Regions from separate parts of the Capsicum annuum genome. Here region 2 is linked to region 1. Evidence: chromatin contacts called from public Hi-C data. All regions are on one chromosome and are shown on one strand. The core of a region is the stretch at or near the end of the contact, and the rest is flanking DNA. Distances in the headings are between cores, read along the strand shown.

The links. Hi-C and Micro-C count contacts between places; a contact is called where the count stands out from the background.
Region 2: a Hi-C map of leaf shows a contact between it and region 1, with 3 times the contacts expected there. The contact joins two enhancer-like sites. A contact is called at or near these places in 2 of 5 Hi-C or Micro-C datasets (leaf and placenta).

Annotation. Positions count from the first base shown.
Region 1 is chr3:205,816,660-205,820,866 of UCD10Xv1.1, reverse strand. No RefSeq gene overlaps it. Among protein-coding and RNA genes, the nearest start is that of LOC107863338, 210 kb to the left of the region's middle. Within about 2 kb of position 1,541, at least 2 of the 5 cell types and tissues checked have an H3K27ac peak or open chromatin away from gene starts, as enhancers often do. A contact at or near this core is called in leaf, where this site is marked.
Region 2 is chr3:206,037,947-206,042,416 of UCD10Xv1.1, reverse strand. LOC107863339 (serine/arginine-rich splicing factor RS31) reads left to right here. Exons shown (of 6, transcript XM_016709221.2): 3 at 343-455; 4 at 552-784; 5 at 893-1,534; 6 at 2,376-2,647. The coding sequence ends at 2,445. Among protein-coding and RNA genes, the nearest start is that of LOC107863338, 13 kb to the right of the region's middle. Within about 2 kb of position 2,891, at least 4 of the 5 cell types and tissues checked have an H3K27ac peak or open chromatin away from gene starts, as enhancers often do. A contact at or near this core is called in leaf, where this site is marked.

The DNA.
Region 1 (4,207 bases), core at 292-2,791:
GTTCCTACGCTCTATAGTGTTATAATACTATAATTATTCTGCACAGAAGATAGATAACTATATTCGTGTTGGGATCGGTGAGACAGCATTAATGTTTATTCTGATGCCAAAATAGATGCACCCATACGAAGGAATTCAGAATTTAAAATTTAAAATTGATATATTAACTTTAGAATAAATAGTAAAAAATAATTAAAATTCATATGCATTTTACAAATCTTTTAAGAAAAATATAAAATTTATTAAAAAATTGTTAAATTTTCGTGAACTCATAAACTTTGATATCCTCCAAGTACATAGCTTCCTACTAGATATCCACTCCCAAAGTGATAGATCTTTTGACTTGCTTCCATTATTAAACAATCTTATCCTATTAATAGGAAAAAGAGAAGTTTTCCCACAAGTTGAGGCATTGGGCCACTAATCTGGTATAACGTCAATTGGGCCACATAGAGGAAATCCTTGGGGCAAAATTCAAAAAATAAATACTTATCCTCTTAATTATGAATTTTATAGTAATAGTTTTATAATTATATAATATAATAAGTTATATTTTGTATTTTTGTAAACTGTTGCTATAAAAATATAAATACATATGATTTTTACTGCCCTTATGATCGATATGCATTTTGTATTTTTGCAAACTATTGCTACAAAAAGACAAATACATACAAATACATATGCTACAAAATGTAATTTGATAAAAGTGTTGCTATTTTTTGTAATTTAATACTTAAGTATGTTACTTTATGTATTTTTTCCAATCCCTTATTCATCAGGAAATTGCGTTTAGTGTTTTTCAAAGTGATTGGTCTTGAAATTTTTATCCCCTGATGTATATGATCTTGAATTTTTATTTTTACTAAATAAGTTATAATAGTCGTTTAAGAGGTGAAATTTTTAGTCAATTGTGTAGGTTCATTATCTTGAAATGACATGGACTAGAGTTTCTGTTAAAAAGAGGATGTATGGCTGAGGGGAGGAAAGAAACAACATATCTAAGTTCTAATTTTGACCTATAAAGTAGAGTTTCTGAGCAATTGTGCAGGTTCATTATCTTCTAATGCCATGAACATCTATCTTATGACCAAAAATTTATTAAGCTGAGACAAAAAATTAAGATCACTCTTATGGAGGTTATTCTTGTAAGACTTTTTTTTTTTTTTTTTTTTTTTATGTAAAACAAAATATCAAGATCAAACCCATTTTAGGATCCCTGATAATGACTTTCTTCTTCTAAACATCGCAAGGGCTGAATATCATGGAGACTTTCTCGTCATGGCAGCTAAGCTCTTTTTTTGTTTAATTAATTGTACGAATAATGAACATCTTATCTTTTAATTTGGACGTAGGAGACCTCTAGCCCACTTAGGTTTTGCTTCATAGCATTATTATAGTAGTATTTAAATGTTAAATCTTCCTAGATACCTGCAGGATTAGAGACAAAATCATGAGTGGATTTCGTACCATTGTGAATATTTAAGATTTGGTTGGGATTCGATGAAGTTCAAGAAATAGTTCAGATGTTACTCCTTCACCTTCTTTAAATTTCTCAATTCCACATAATACGGAGAAACTGGGGAATAAAACTTAAAAAAAGAAAAGAAAAAAAAGGAGTAAACTACACAAAGCATCGATGTTTAGAAGGTAATTACTAGGTAAGACGGAAATTTCACAAACTACATAATTTGCAAGTTGGATCTAGGTAGGTCGGCGTTGTATACATGTATCTGATCAGATATGTACGCGTCTGCCTCTCTCACGCACCCCTCTCCTTACTCTCCTTTGTATATGAATGTCACAATGTATTTGAGTTTCACAATTTCATGTATTTCCGTGCTTAATAGCAATTTTGTACGATTATGTCTCGCAGAATATGAAAATATGTATCCAATACAATATCACCAGCGCATCCAAAATTAATTTCATCTAGTGTATTCGATATCCATTTCGTCTAGCGTATCAACTATCAAATATCTAGTGCATTCTGTATTAAATGCAATGTATTTGGAGCAACCCCAGATAGGTATCTATTGTATCCATGCATAGTTACATGAATCTGATTTTGTGATAATATACTCAAATTATCGTTGTTGTTTTTAATAGGCATGCAAAGTTCAAATTGGACAAGTAAACATGAATGGAGAGAGTATTTATTAGGGGTTTATTTTATTAAATTATATTGATTAATTATATTTTGAAAATCTCAGTTTGAATACTAGATATTTGATGACTAGTCTTGAAGTACCAATGGAGCTTCCATCTTTATGCAGTTGGCTACAGATTTGTAGATCTGATTTATGAGAGAAGAGATGAAGGACAGATTTGGTCCCACTGGACTTGCCAATTTGTTTCCAACATAATTTAATTCATAGATAATAAATTTTAACCACAAATAAAAATATGAAGAAACAAGAATTTTTATTGATAAACGATGGGGTACAAATCTGTTCCTCCCTTGATTCTTCAGGGCCGTCAGTAGCATATTTCTCGAATGTATGAAGATTTGAATATGAATTTCTCCGTAATTCGACGGCCGTTAGTGGTCTCGAACGTAGGAACATTTGAATTTGATCTCCGTGACGTATTTCTCGAACGTAGGAACATTTGGATTTGATCTCCGGAGGGTTTGTCTTCTTGATGTATTTGATTATCAAGAAAAGAGGGTTTTGATCTTTATGAATATCCCATGAATATGTGTTTTGATTATCAAGAAAAGAGGGTTTTGATCTTTACGAATATCCCATGAATTGGGACTTTTCAGATCTTTGATCTCTTTGTAAATATCCGTGAATTTGTGGGATACTGGAGATGCCTCTTTAAAGGATATTTGCCCCCTTTATATAGGCATAATTTAGGGTTTAGGTTGAGTAGGTATCAAGCTAGATTTAAGATAAATTAGCCCCCAAGAACTCTAAGCAAAATTGAACTCTTTTTTTAGAGTCCACAAAACTTCAATGAAGATAGGGTTTTGATCTTTATGAATATCCCATGAATTTATTGGGACTTTTCAGATCTTGGAGATGTTGAAGATGCCTCTTTGAAGGGATATTTGCCCCTTCATAAAAGCGTAATTTAGGATTTAGATAGAGTAGCCACCAAGTTAGATTTAGGGTAAAGTAGTCCCAAAAGAACTCTAACCAAAATTGAACTCTTTTTGTGGAGTCCACAAATTTTAGCTATCTACAACTAGTATTTAGTGTAGTTACTTAATTACAAGTGTAATATTGAATGAAAATAACAAATCTCATTTGATTTACTAAAATGAACAAGTAAAAAGAAAAATCTATTCTTTCTATAGTCAGACCTCTTTGTAACAGTCTGAATTGTTCCGATATTCTTTTAAATTTTTATAGTAATTGATTGTTGTACGCTGTTTACATATTATTTGACTGTTATAGGCAAAATATCCAAGAAGCTTTTCTTTTTCACATCTTAATGCTATGAAGAGATACAAAAAATAATTAAATTTGAAATCTAAAATATTTGCATATATACTTCTAAATTAAAAACTAGAGAAAGTTTATATAGTGCACCTTTGTTTTTTAAAAAAATAACTTAATGTTTCGACCCTATATCATACGAACCACTAAAAATGAAATTAATGTCTCAGATAAATACTTTAGCATGCCACATAAATATTTCAATAAAAAACTTTGGCTTTTATATGTATTTTACTCTATTTAAATAAAAGGCTTCGTATGTAGAAAACTTTAATATCAAAAGCTAACTTCGTCACACTCTGTATATCAAGAAAAATATTTTAATGATATATATATAGAGTAAATATAAACGAAGTATCAAATTATTTAGACCTGTTATTAATAATCTTAAAAATTCTATTTCTTTCAAGATGTTTACTATCACCAAAAAAAAATAAATTATTATTGCAGATGGTTAATTTTAGCAAAAACATTGTTATAAAAATATATAATTATTGTTGTTTTAGATAAAAAGGTAATATACAGAGATAGATATAACATAAAAAATTGATCTAAAAATACTGACTTATAGTAAAATAATGTTACATAAGAATGTTATTATAGAAAGATTTAACTTTATAAGGTCCAAGTTAAAAAAATAGAAAAAATAGTTGATGTCAATAGCGTAGGAAATAAATATATAAAGGACGGACAATTCATTGTATATTTTTGTGATTACATAGAGAACCAAGGTTTGAGAACACTTAGATATAAAATGCAAGAAA
Region 2 (4,470 bases), core at 1,642-4,141, 220 kb before region 1:
TGAGGCAGCAGTTTAAAATGGAGAAGGCACTCTTTTACATTATCCCATCATGTGATATCCACTTTTCCCTGGCATCTTTAGTCCACTACTGAAGGTCTGTTGCTGATTTTAATGGTCAGAGTTTCTATATTTGACAGAGTGATTGTAATGCGATGAAATATTAGATGGTTTGCACATCTTCTAGATAGAGTTATTTTTCCTTAATTATAAAAAAAAGAGGAGGTTATCTTTCCTTTTCTTATTGAGCATTTAAGAGTAGTGGAATCCGTTGTTTGAGGATTCTTGTTATCACCAACTGAGTTTTTGTTTAATCTTCAGTTTATTTCTTGGATCAAACTTCAGGTTTTGCTTTTGTTTATATGGATGATGAAAGAGATGCAGAGGATGCTATTCGGGGGCTTGACCGAATAGAATTTGGCAGAAAGGGTCGGAGGCTTCGTGTTGAGTGGTCAAAGGTAATCCATTTTTGTGCCTTCAACCCCCACCCCCACCCCAACCCCAACCCCAACCCCAAACCACATGTTTATGCTGTGTTTTTCGCTGTGCTGCAGGAAGAACGAGGCAGGAAGCCTGAGGGTTCTAGTAAATCTTCATCAAGTGTCAGAGTTTGCAAGACGTTGTTTGTCATAAATTTTGATCCATATAATACTAGGACAAGGGATCTGGAAAGGCACTTTGATCCATATGGAAAAATACTCAATACAAGGATCCGGAGGAATTTTGCATTTATTCAATTTGAGACACAGGAGGATGCCACTAGAGCCCTGGATGCAACGAATATGAGGTATATGCTTTCATAAATTTTCGTTGGAATTGGGCATGTAGTTTCCAAATTTCCACATTAATTTGACCTAACCTTTCGTTTGATTGCTTGTTACATGTTTAAATGCAGTAAGCTGATGGACCGAGTTATCACAGTGGAGTATGCAATCAAAGATGATGATGATAGGAAAGATGGATATGGTCCTGGTAAAACCTATGATCGATCACCTAGGAGAGGTTATGACCGAAGCCGATCTCATAGTCCTTATGGAAGAGACAGGCGGAGTCCAGACTATGGTCGTGGTCGAGATCGTCCAAGTCCAGACTATGGTCGTGGCCGAGATCGGCTAAGTCCTGAATATGGCCGTGGTCGAGATGGGCCAAGTCCTGACTTTGGTCGTGGTAGAGATCAGCTAAGTCCTGGTTATGGTCGTGGCCCTAGTCGAAGTCCTAATCATAGGGAAAGGAATTCTGAGTATGGCCGTGGTAATAGTCCAGCTGTAGAAAAGGAGAGAAAGCCTGGTCATGGCAATGTCTGTAGCCCTAGCCTTCGCAGGGAGAGAACAAATCCAGGAAATGGCCTTATGAGCAGCAGCCCTTTGAAAAGCAGAAGTCCTGGTTATGGCAATAAACCCAGTCCTAGTCCTCAAAGGGAGAGAAGCGAGAAATATAGCCCAAATGCTTATAATCGTGGCAGCAGCCCAAGTCCTAAACTTGAACCAGTAGGAAGCCCTGCACGTGATGGGAGGGGAAGTTCAGAGCGATACAGGAGGTTTGCACCTTACTAGTTTACTTGCCTTTTGTGTGGCCTTCCTTTTTGGCGTCTCTGTGCTCCGTTGCCTGTTCTAAATTATGATATTGTCCTAATAAGTGTTGTACTTCAATCATTTTGCTGGTGATGCAGTCGTTCACCTCCAGCTCGGGAAAGATCGCGCTCCTAATTTGCTTGAAGCTGTTTTGATCCTAGGAGTAATGTCTGTAGGATGGTTATGTTGAAAGTGGTGCTTGTAGAATTACACCTTGAAGATGCTAGAGCATCAAAGTAGCATGTGGGTTTCAGAACCATTGTAATATACCTTGGAAAATTGATTTTGCTCTTGGAAGTGATTTAGAACTGCTACCTTGTATTATTTTTTTTCTGTTTACTTCATACTCTGTTCTCCATTTGATACTTATCTGGTAAGACACTTGGGCCTCATCATTCTTAGCTGGCATCATCAACAGTTTTTGTTGTCCCCCCTCTTCAGTGATGATTAATTAGTAAAGTTTTCATGTAAAACAAATCATTATTCGTATTAGTTAAATATGGGTGTTTAATTTTTAGAAAATTCTTTGTTTATTACAAGTCAAATGGTCGAGTGTAGAATGACTAGTTTTGTTGGAGCAGAATGAATCTAGAGGACTCATGTAATAGTTTGACATTGATCCACAAAGTTAGTTGTTTGATGAGACTATTGTATTTTTGTATGTCGATATCAATACTCATGCTAGCGGTAGTCAGTCACATGTAGAGGAGCCTACTTTGTTTATGTACTCTATTTGCAGAATGAGAGTTGTCTTTGTCTCATACAACTTAGTGTTTATCGACTAATCGTTCTATGAATCTCTCTTAGGTCTCATCTCTGCATTTTTAGGTGCCAAAGATCTTCAAGTCAGAAAAGGAGAAACACAACAGTACGGTAGCATTTCGGGAGCAATATGATGGAAATGTTACATATTGGTGAACATGGTGCACTGGTACTACACCTTTGATATAATTGCTTCAGACTTGCTAGTCTTGCTTCCTGGATATTTTTTCATGTATGGACCAACAAGTGTGGTCCTTAAATATTCTCAGTACGGACAGTTTTAATTTGGTGAGGAGTAAGAGTCGGTCTGTTATATTTGTGGCTGAATTATCATCAATTACCCTACCTTTAGCCTAGTGGGAGAATATGGAGCGTGGTCTGTTGGAATGTCTGAAGCAAGGTTTGGCAATAACTCCCATCATTAAACCTTTAAGCAACCAAAGAAAACTTGGATCTTTAAAGGGTGATAGGACTGAAAAAATAAGATTGGCCCCCATCTACGAGGGTGTCAACCTCAAGTAATTTTCATTATGCTATTGCTTTTCTGTTTCTTCGAAGAGGACAGGCCCTGTACTTTCCGTGATTTTAGCCATCACCATCCCTATTGCAGGGCCACTATATAATGCCTTGCCGTTAGAAGTAACTAAAAATTTTAAGTACAAAGTCAAAGTTATGACATGCCAATTGATCTAGAGTGGGCTTGGTTGGTTGGAAAACAAGTTATCATGGATAACTAATTTCAGGATAAGCTATCTCCCTATTTTATTCCAATCAAACATGGGATGAACTCATCCTAAAATTAATATCTCTCGTGCCAAATGAGCCCTAAAAGAGCTGCATACCTCATATTGAGTTGTATTCAACACATTATGAGAAAAGGTTTGTCTTCACTAATTAAACGTATATTTATCGCCCAGTCGAAAGCAAATGGGGTTGGCCTATTTTATTTTGGCATCTCTTAGAAACTAGGGAAACGTCGCAGCTGACAGACAATAAATCTTGTTCCTATTATTAAGTACCTAATGAAATGTTAGACCTCAATGGTCACATTTAACCTTTGATTCAAAGATTTAATTATATTCAAATCTCCGATCTCAAGAACCAAATGAGCTGATGAAGTCAGATTAAAACGCCAACGTTGATAGGAGAGACAAAAAAGAATTCATGTTTTCATACGTAAATTGCAAGTCCCACTTGTATGGGTCAAAATTTGGATTTGAAATTTGGACGTATCAGAAGGTGACGCGTGACAATCAAAGTCTTATCAGATCCAGCTCAGCGGGAGTTAACAGTGAGTACAACCTTAAGTCATATCCAGCAAGGTGTTCTTGTCCATTGGAGATCCGAAGCAAGATGCAGGCACATCTACCTGCGAGATAGCTAGACGGGAGCGTGCTAGCGACCGGTCTAGATAAAGCCCCATCGACAACCGTTTTCGAAAAATTTGGGTTTCAATCTGGCAGTTTCACAACCATGAACGTAACGGCTCAAATATGCCAATAGGGATCATTACGAAGGGCGTAAATCGTGCAAGACGTTATTATTGAGTGTCGAGACTATAATGTAACCTTACTCTCAAGCTCTGCTTTCTCGGTGACACACTGCTAGACACAATTCCTCAAGAGACCATTTAATAAGATTTACTTGATCTGTTCTACTCATTACCTGTTAATTTGTTATTCTTATTTGTTATTTTTTATTGCGTTCATTAGCAAGTCAAGAACATTCTATTTGGTCATCATCATAATCCATGTGCCTGAATCACTAGTTTATGGATAAACACCACTAAACTAATTAAACTTGTATGGTAATTGACATAAAGTCTCACTTTCCATGTGATTGATTGCCCTAAAAAGGGAGAAGGGAAAATAAAAGTAAGAAGTAACAACTGTTTCCAGTGAATTCCTAGCAATCAAATCATCATAAGCAAATGTAGCACCAAATGGCCTATTTTTCTGTAGGCATCTTAATTTGAGTCTTTGAATATGGGGAATGCTGCGCGCCTAACAGACAGTAAACCTTAATTTCTATTGAAATCTAGACGAATGTTGAATGTCTACTATTTCAAAAATTGATTAAGCTCATGAAGTCAGGCTAAGACGCCAACTTTCACGGGGAAGACAAAAAGAATTCACGGTTT